Regions from separate parts of the Sus scrofa genome. Here region 2 is linked to region 1. A link is a contact called in public promoter capture Hi-C data. All regions are on one chromosome and are shown on one strand. The core of a region is the stretch at or near the end of the contact, and the rest is flanking DNA. Distances in the headings are between cores, read along the strand shown.

The links. Promoter capture Hi-C pulls out the DNA fragments that hold promoters and counts their contacts.
Region 2: a contact with region 1 is called in a promoter capture Hi-C map of liver, with 3 times the contacts expected there. The contact joins the promoter of RIOX1 here to the promoter of PSEN1 in region 1. A contact is called at or near these places in 2 of 5 promoter capture datasets (fetal liver and liver) and 1 of 2 datasets of contacts at active chromatin or transcription factors (skeletal muscle).

Annotation. Positions count from the first base shown.
Region 1 is chr7:96,476,543-96,479,537 of Sscrofa11.1, reverse strand. PSEN1 (presenilin 1) reads right to left here and starts at 1,281. Exons shown (of 12, transcript NM_001078667.1): 1 at 1,211-1,281.
Region 2 is chr7:96,821,804-96,824,568 of Sscrofa11.1, reverse strand. RIOX1 (bifunctional lysine-specific demethylase and histidyl-hydroxylase NO66) reads right to left here and starts at 1,496. Exons shown (of 3, transcript XM_021099492.1): 1 at 1-1,496. The coding sequence starts at 1,413. The region is part of intron 15 of HEATR4 (HEAT repeat-containing protein 4); the gene reads left to right.

The DNA of each region.
Region 1 (2,995 bases), core at 32-2,531:
TTCAAAGGAAAGTGTACCCAAAATAATGGTACATACCTACTCAAGCACCAGAAGTAGAGGAATGGAAAAATACTATTTTGGGGAAGGGTAAAGGTGAAGGAATCCATGCACTCAATAAATAGGCTTCTTTTTCAGTGTTAAGGGCTTGCTATTAAATGGAGGTGGGAGGGGGCTTAAATTGGCTGAACTGCCAGGTGAGTTAAGGAGAACTGAAATTGGCTTTTGCAGGTGACAGAAATCAGCCAAATGCAACAGGCTCCAATATACTTTCCCGTTTAATCCTCCTTCATAACAGCTATTTAATGTGCCGACTGGGTCACTGGATCCTTAGGATCCAGAGGGCCCCTGTGCGTAGTACACTCTGATATAATGCCCTCCTCACTTCAACTCCGAGGGTGAAAACCTTTCCACTGAAAAAGATAACTCAAATAACAAGATGTCCTTAACTAAATGTAATCTTTACGTGCCTCAAACTTCAGAGAATATTATGACTTACAATGTGCTCTGCCAATACAGTCATTCGCATACTATCCTTATCTCCCATAATAAACCTTGAACACTTTATTCATCTTGTCCAAAGTGGGTGAGCAATGCTTTTAAAAATATAAAGTTACTTTCCTACAAGAGAAACAAATATTTAAAAGGAATCTGAGCGGTATGACAACGCCAAGTATCTATAATCCATGAAAAGCACTGGACATACATGCCTCCTGACAGTCTCGACCAAGGCAAAAGCATCCGAGCCTGTTTTCCGCCCCGAACTGAGACAGAGGGAACTTAGCCCTAGCCCTGAATGCCACTCGCTGCTCCTGGACGAGAACACACTCAGGGCATGAGGCGCGGAGTTTCACCAGTTGCTCAACCAGGTCTAGCGCAAGGCGCTTCCTCTTTCTCCCGCTACACTCCAGGCAAAACGTTCAATCCCAGCCCAAGGCACCTGCGCCCTGAGAGGTCTTCGGGAAACCAGCACTTCCGGACCAAGGGTTAGAAGGAGAATCTCTCTTCAACCGATCACGGAAACGGGCCGCCCCTTCTCGTTCCCCACACAGGGTTCCTGGGTCCCTGCCCGGCCGCGCCCCGCTCTTCATCCTCGAGGACACCGGCTCAGCGGCCCGGGCGGCGACAAAAGGCCGGGCCCTGCCCGCGTCCGCCCCTATCGGCACTCGATGAGGGGCGCGTTCCTCTCCCCACCTCCCCAGCGCGCACTTACTCTTTCTCGTCGCAGCCGCCACCTCTCGCAGCCCAGGTCCCTTCCCCAGCAGCCGCTGTTTTGTTTCCGATGTGAAATCCCAGCCTTTGGAGCAGCCAGTCCAGGCCCCGCCCAAAAGGCTTCGCTGGTGTCGTCACTTCCGGCTCTGGCGTCGTTGGGGGCCAGCCCGCCGAGGGGTGGAGCCTGAAGGGACCACTGGCGGGGGCGGGGCCCAGAGGAAGGAGGTGGGGCTTCCAGTGGTGAGCTGGATTTGAGAAGACTGCGCTCCAGTTTGCCTTCCGACCTGAGGGACCTCTGACAGAGTGCCTTTGCCGGTATGAGGTTATCAGGACTCTGAAACGACTCTTTGAGCTGAGGATCAAAATCTATGTACAGTGGACCCAGTGCGTGCTTCTCCAAGCCTACAAGTGATGGCATCTTAAATCTAATGTTTCCTTTCTCTGTAGTACCTATTTGTACGGTGTTTCTCAGTGACAATCAGCAGCACCACAATCAAAGGATGCTAATTTAAATTGTAAACACCTGTGCCCTCCACCCCTCCCTAACAAATCCAAAGTTTTGGTGTGTGAGAAACTGCATTTTAAAGAAACATTGTCTGGGATCTTGGGCTCCAAGTTTAGGCACCAGTTTTCCCAGATGGTAAGCTTTCAGACAGCATAAATTCTCTTATTTTTGTAATCTCAAACCCTAACAGAGTATCTGGTACACAGTGAATTGCTCAAAGAGGGTTGATTTTTACATCTGCCAGCTATCCATTCAAATGACTATAAAAAGAGTATTAATAACTCCTTAAGCAGCATATCACACACATACTCATCTGAAAGCTAAAAGTGAACAGTGAATACTATCACGTAAAACCAACTATGAACAAAGGAGAAATGTTCAAATTCACAGGTAATCAGAAAATTGAAAGTGAAATCAAAAACATGGCCAATGAGATTCTTTCTTTTAAATTCTTCCCCCAAGATAACCTTCCTTATTCCTAGAGCATCAATTCCCAAACCCCCTCTTATTCCTGCCCCCTTCAAATACATGATTGGACTTAAATAGGTTTTACATACAACTTCATATTGAAGAACACAAGTAGCAGTAGTAAGTTTTTCCATTCACAGGGAAAGTTGGGAAAATAAAAAGGTTGATACCCTCCCCAAAATATTTTTTTAAGTCCTCATCTACCCCTTCCTTCCCTAAACTTCACAAGGATAGGAATTTTTGCCTGTTTGTTTGCCTGCAAGTGCTGAAAACAATGACTAGCACACAAAACAGCTCAAAACATTTCAAGCATAAGCTAAAATCCATTTATTTGTGAACTAGTTCAATCTCTTTGAATGCAATCTAGAATGTGAATAGAAAGTCTAAAAATGCTAGATAACTATTCTTAGAAACAACCCTAATACAAAAATTTTGTGCAAAGATGTTCTTGGATGGGAGTTCCTGTTGTGGCTCAGTGGTTAATGAATCCAACTAGGAACCATGAGTTTGCAGGTTTGATCCCTGGCCTTGCTCAGTGGGTTAAGGATCCTTCGTTGCCACGAGCTGTGGTGTAGGTCAAAGACGAGGCTCGGATTCCGAGTTGCTGTGGCTGTGGAGTAGGCCGGCGGCCTCCATGTGCCACAGGTGCAGCCTTAGAAAAGACAAAAATAATAAATAAATATGCTGGTAAACTATTCTGACAAACAATCCTAATACAAAAATTTTGTACAAAGATGTTCTTGGATGGGAGTTTCCATCATGGCTCAGCAGTTAACAAACCCAACTAGGATCCATGAGGACATGGGTTCGATC
Region 2 (2,765 bases), core at 247-2,746, 340 kb before region 1:
TGCAGCCTGCACTGCCAGAGGCAGTACAGCCTCCAGGAAGTCGCCCCAGGTATTGCGCTGGTATGTGGACAAGGTCAGATGCAGAGAGTGCACTCCGTCCTGGCATTCGGCTTGGTGAATGAAGCCTCGGGGAAAATAAAGCAAATCTCCAGGTTCCAGCACCGTCTGCAGCACCGGCTCACCGAGGTCGTCCTGGCTGAAGTTGGGACTGGATGTCAGGGCTAGTTCCTCAGTCGGGACCCGCGGTCGGTAGACCCGCCAGAGTTTCCTACCTTCCAGCTGCAGCACGAAAGCCTCAATGTCGTCGTAGTGGGGGGCAAAGCCCTGCGAGTTGGGGGGCGTGAGGTAAACGTTGGAGCCTGCCATGCTTCCAAACTGCTCTTGAAGCACAGCCAAAAACTGCCACACGGTGGTGGAGAAAGCCTGCGGACAGAGGAGGCGCAGGGAGCAGCCGGCCTGGTACAGGGACCACGCGGCGGCGGGCAGGGCGCGGCCGGGAGGGTTCAGAGTCTCGCGCCGCCCGTTGATGTAGCGCGCGGCGTCCAGGTGCTGCCCGAACTGGACCTCCTCGTTCCGCAGCATGGAGTCCAGGTCTGCGGTAGAGAAGAGACCCTGGTAGTAGGTGTGGTCCTGCCGCCGCACCAGCACCGCCTCACGCTCCCACAGGCGCCGGTAGAAGTGGTCTGGCGGCATGGGCGAGATGAGCCATTCAAAGAGGCGCGCCGCCCGCCGCCGGCTGCTGGGGATGCGGTTCAGCTCGGCCAAGACGCGCTGCAGAGGAGAGTCCCAGGGCAGCTCCCCGTTCATGCTTTCCCCCTGAGGCCCCGACAGCGTCGCAGGAGCCATGGACGGCGGGGCGCCCGCCAAGTGCTGGGCAGAGCACAACAGGGTAGAGTTCTCCACCCCGCGGGCCGGCGCAGCGGCCACCTCCACCAGGCGCGCGGGCGGCGCCGAACCCGGCACTAGGCGCGCGGGCAGGGCGGGCCCCTCCATCAGCCGCGCCGGCGGCGTCTGCGCCTCCACCAAGCGCGCTGCCGGGGTCTGCGACTCCACCAGGGCTCGAGGAGTCTGCAGGGAGCGGGACGCGGGTGAGGCCTCCAGCAGCTCCGCGGGCCCGAGGTGGCCATATGGCTCCCGCCGGGCGGCATCCGGAAGGCCCACCACCCCGCCAGCCAGCGGGTCCACGGGACCGTCGACCGTCGACTCCACCCTCGAGTCCTCCGAGTCCTCGCTTGGCAGCGTCTGGGCCCTCAGCGCGGCCATGCGGGACGCGACACTTCTCCGCAGCTGCCTTCGGATCTTCCTGGGCCTCAGGGGCAGGGCCAGGACCGACCCGCTGTGTGGCTGAGGCTGGCGCCGGCGCCTCAGCCGCCCGCGCCTCAGCAGCCCTGCGCTAGCCCGGAGCCCGTCCATGGTCCGACCCTCTCCGGAGCAGACAGCGACAAACCGGCTCTTGCAGGCCGCGGCCGCCGTGTACTCTGGGAAGGGGGCGGGCCTCCAGCCGCACTGGGTTGTCCACGCCCACCATTCTTCCCCCTGGCGCCTCCCGCGCGCCGGGTTAGAAAATGTTAACTTAATTAAATGCCTGGCTTCCCCAGCTAGAGCACCTGAGTCCTTGCGTGATTAACCTGGTGTCTCTGTTTTGTGGGCAGTTTAAAAATCAAGTTGCCAGGGACTCCAGGAGAAAAAAGTTGGCTGCTTCACTCCTCTTTCGTTCTAGTATCTGCACTTTGCAGTGTTCCCCGGGTCTTCCTCGTTTCTGAATAGCATGTTCCCCAGCTGCATCACAAATTTTAAGTCATTGTGCTCCCACCACAAAAAAGAAGGTATGGGCTTTTCTACTCTTGTTCTTGATATCTGCCTTTCCCACTCCCTCTGGAATTTTGTTTCATTAACTACAACTTCTATCCCCAGAATCTCTTCTCCTCTGAACTTTATGTCGACTTATTATTATATCTGAGCCTTATTATATGTGGGCACTGTGGTAGGCATGAGAGTGCAATTGCTGAGAACATCGTCACTGTCTCCATGAAACTATTGTTGCTTTATACATAAAGATGACTTGTGTTCATTTGAATCATTTATTATAAATTCCCAGGAATGGAATTGCTACGAACAGGATAATTTTTGTCATTATTATAGGTTTTACCGAACTCTCTCAGAAAGAGTTCACAACCTTACAAGCAATTATAAGCATGTTAGACTACATGGTCTCTAGGGCCTTTTCTGTGGTTCCATTTGATCTTTCAATCCTCTTTCTCACTCACATTTCAATCCAAACACTTGGAGTCTAAAAGCTTTTAGATTTTACTCCTCTTAGGTGTTACATTTACCCGTTTTATTTCTCTTATGGTCTATTACAATGGTCTGCTACTTGGGGTGGATTTTGCCTCCCCAAGAAACACTTTGGGGGAGGAGGGTTGATGCTATAGCATCTCATGAGTAAAAGCCAGAGATGCTGCTGAACAGCCACAATGCAAAAGACAACACTCCACCCCCAACAAATAATTATCCAACCTGAAATGTTAATAATGCTGAGGCTGAGAAACCCTGGTCTATTACAAGTGGCCTCCCAACAAGTCTCTTTTTAACTTTAATTGCCCCCTGTGCTAATTTATAACACAAGTAAGGACAAAATTAGTTTTTTCAAAGTTCCTGGTGTGGAGCAGCAGATTAAAGATCTGGCATTGCCACAGCTGTGACATAGGTGACGGCTGCAGCTCAGGTTCCATCCCTGGTTGGGAAACTTCCACATGCCATGGGTG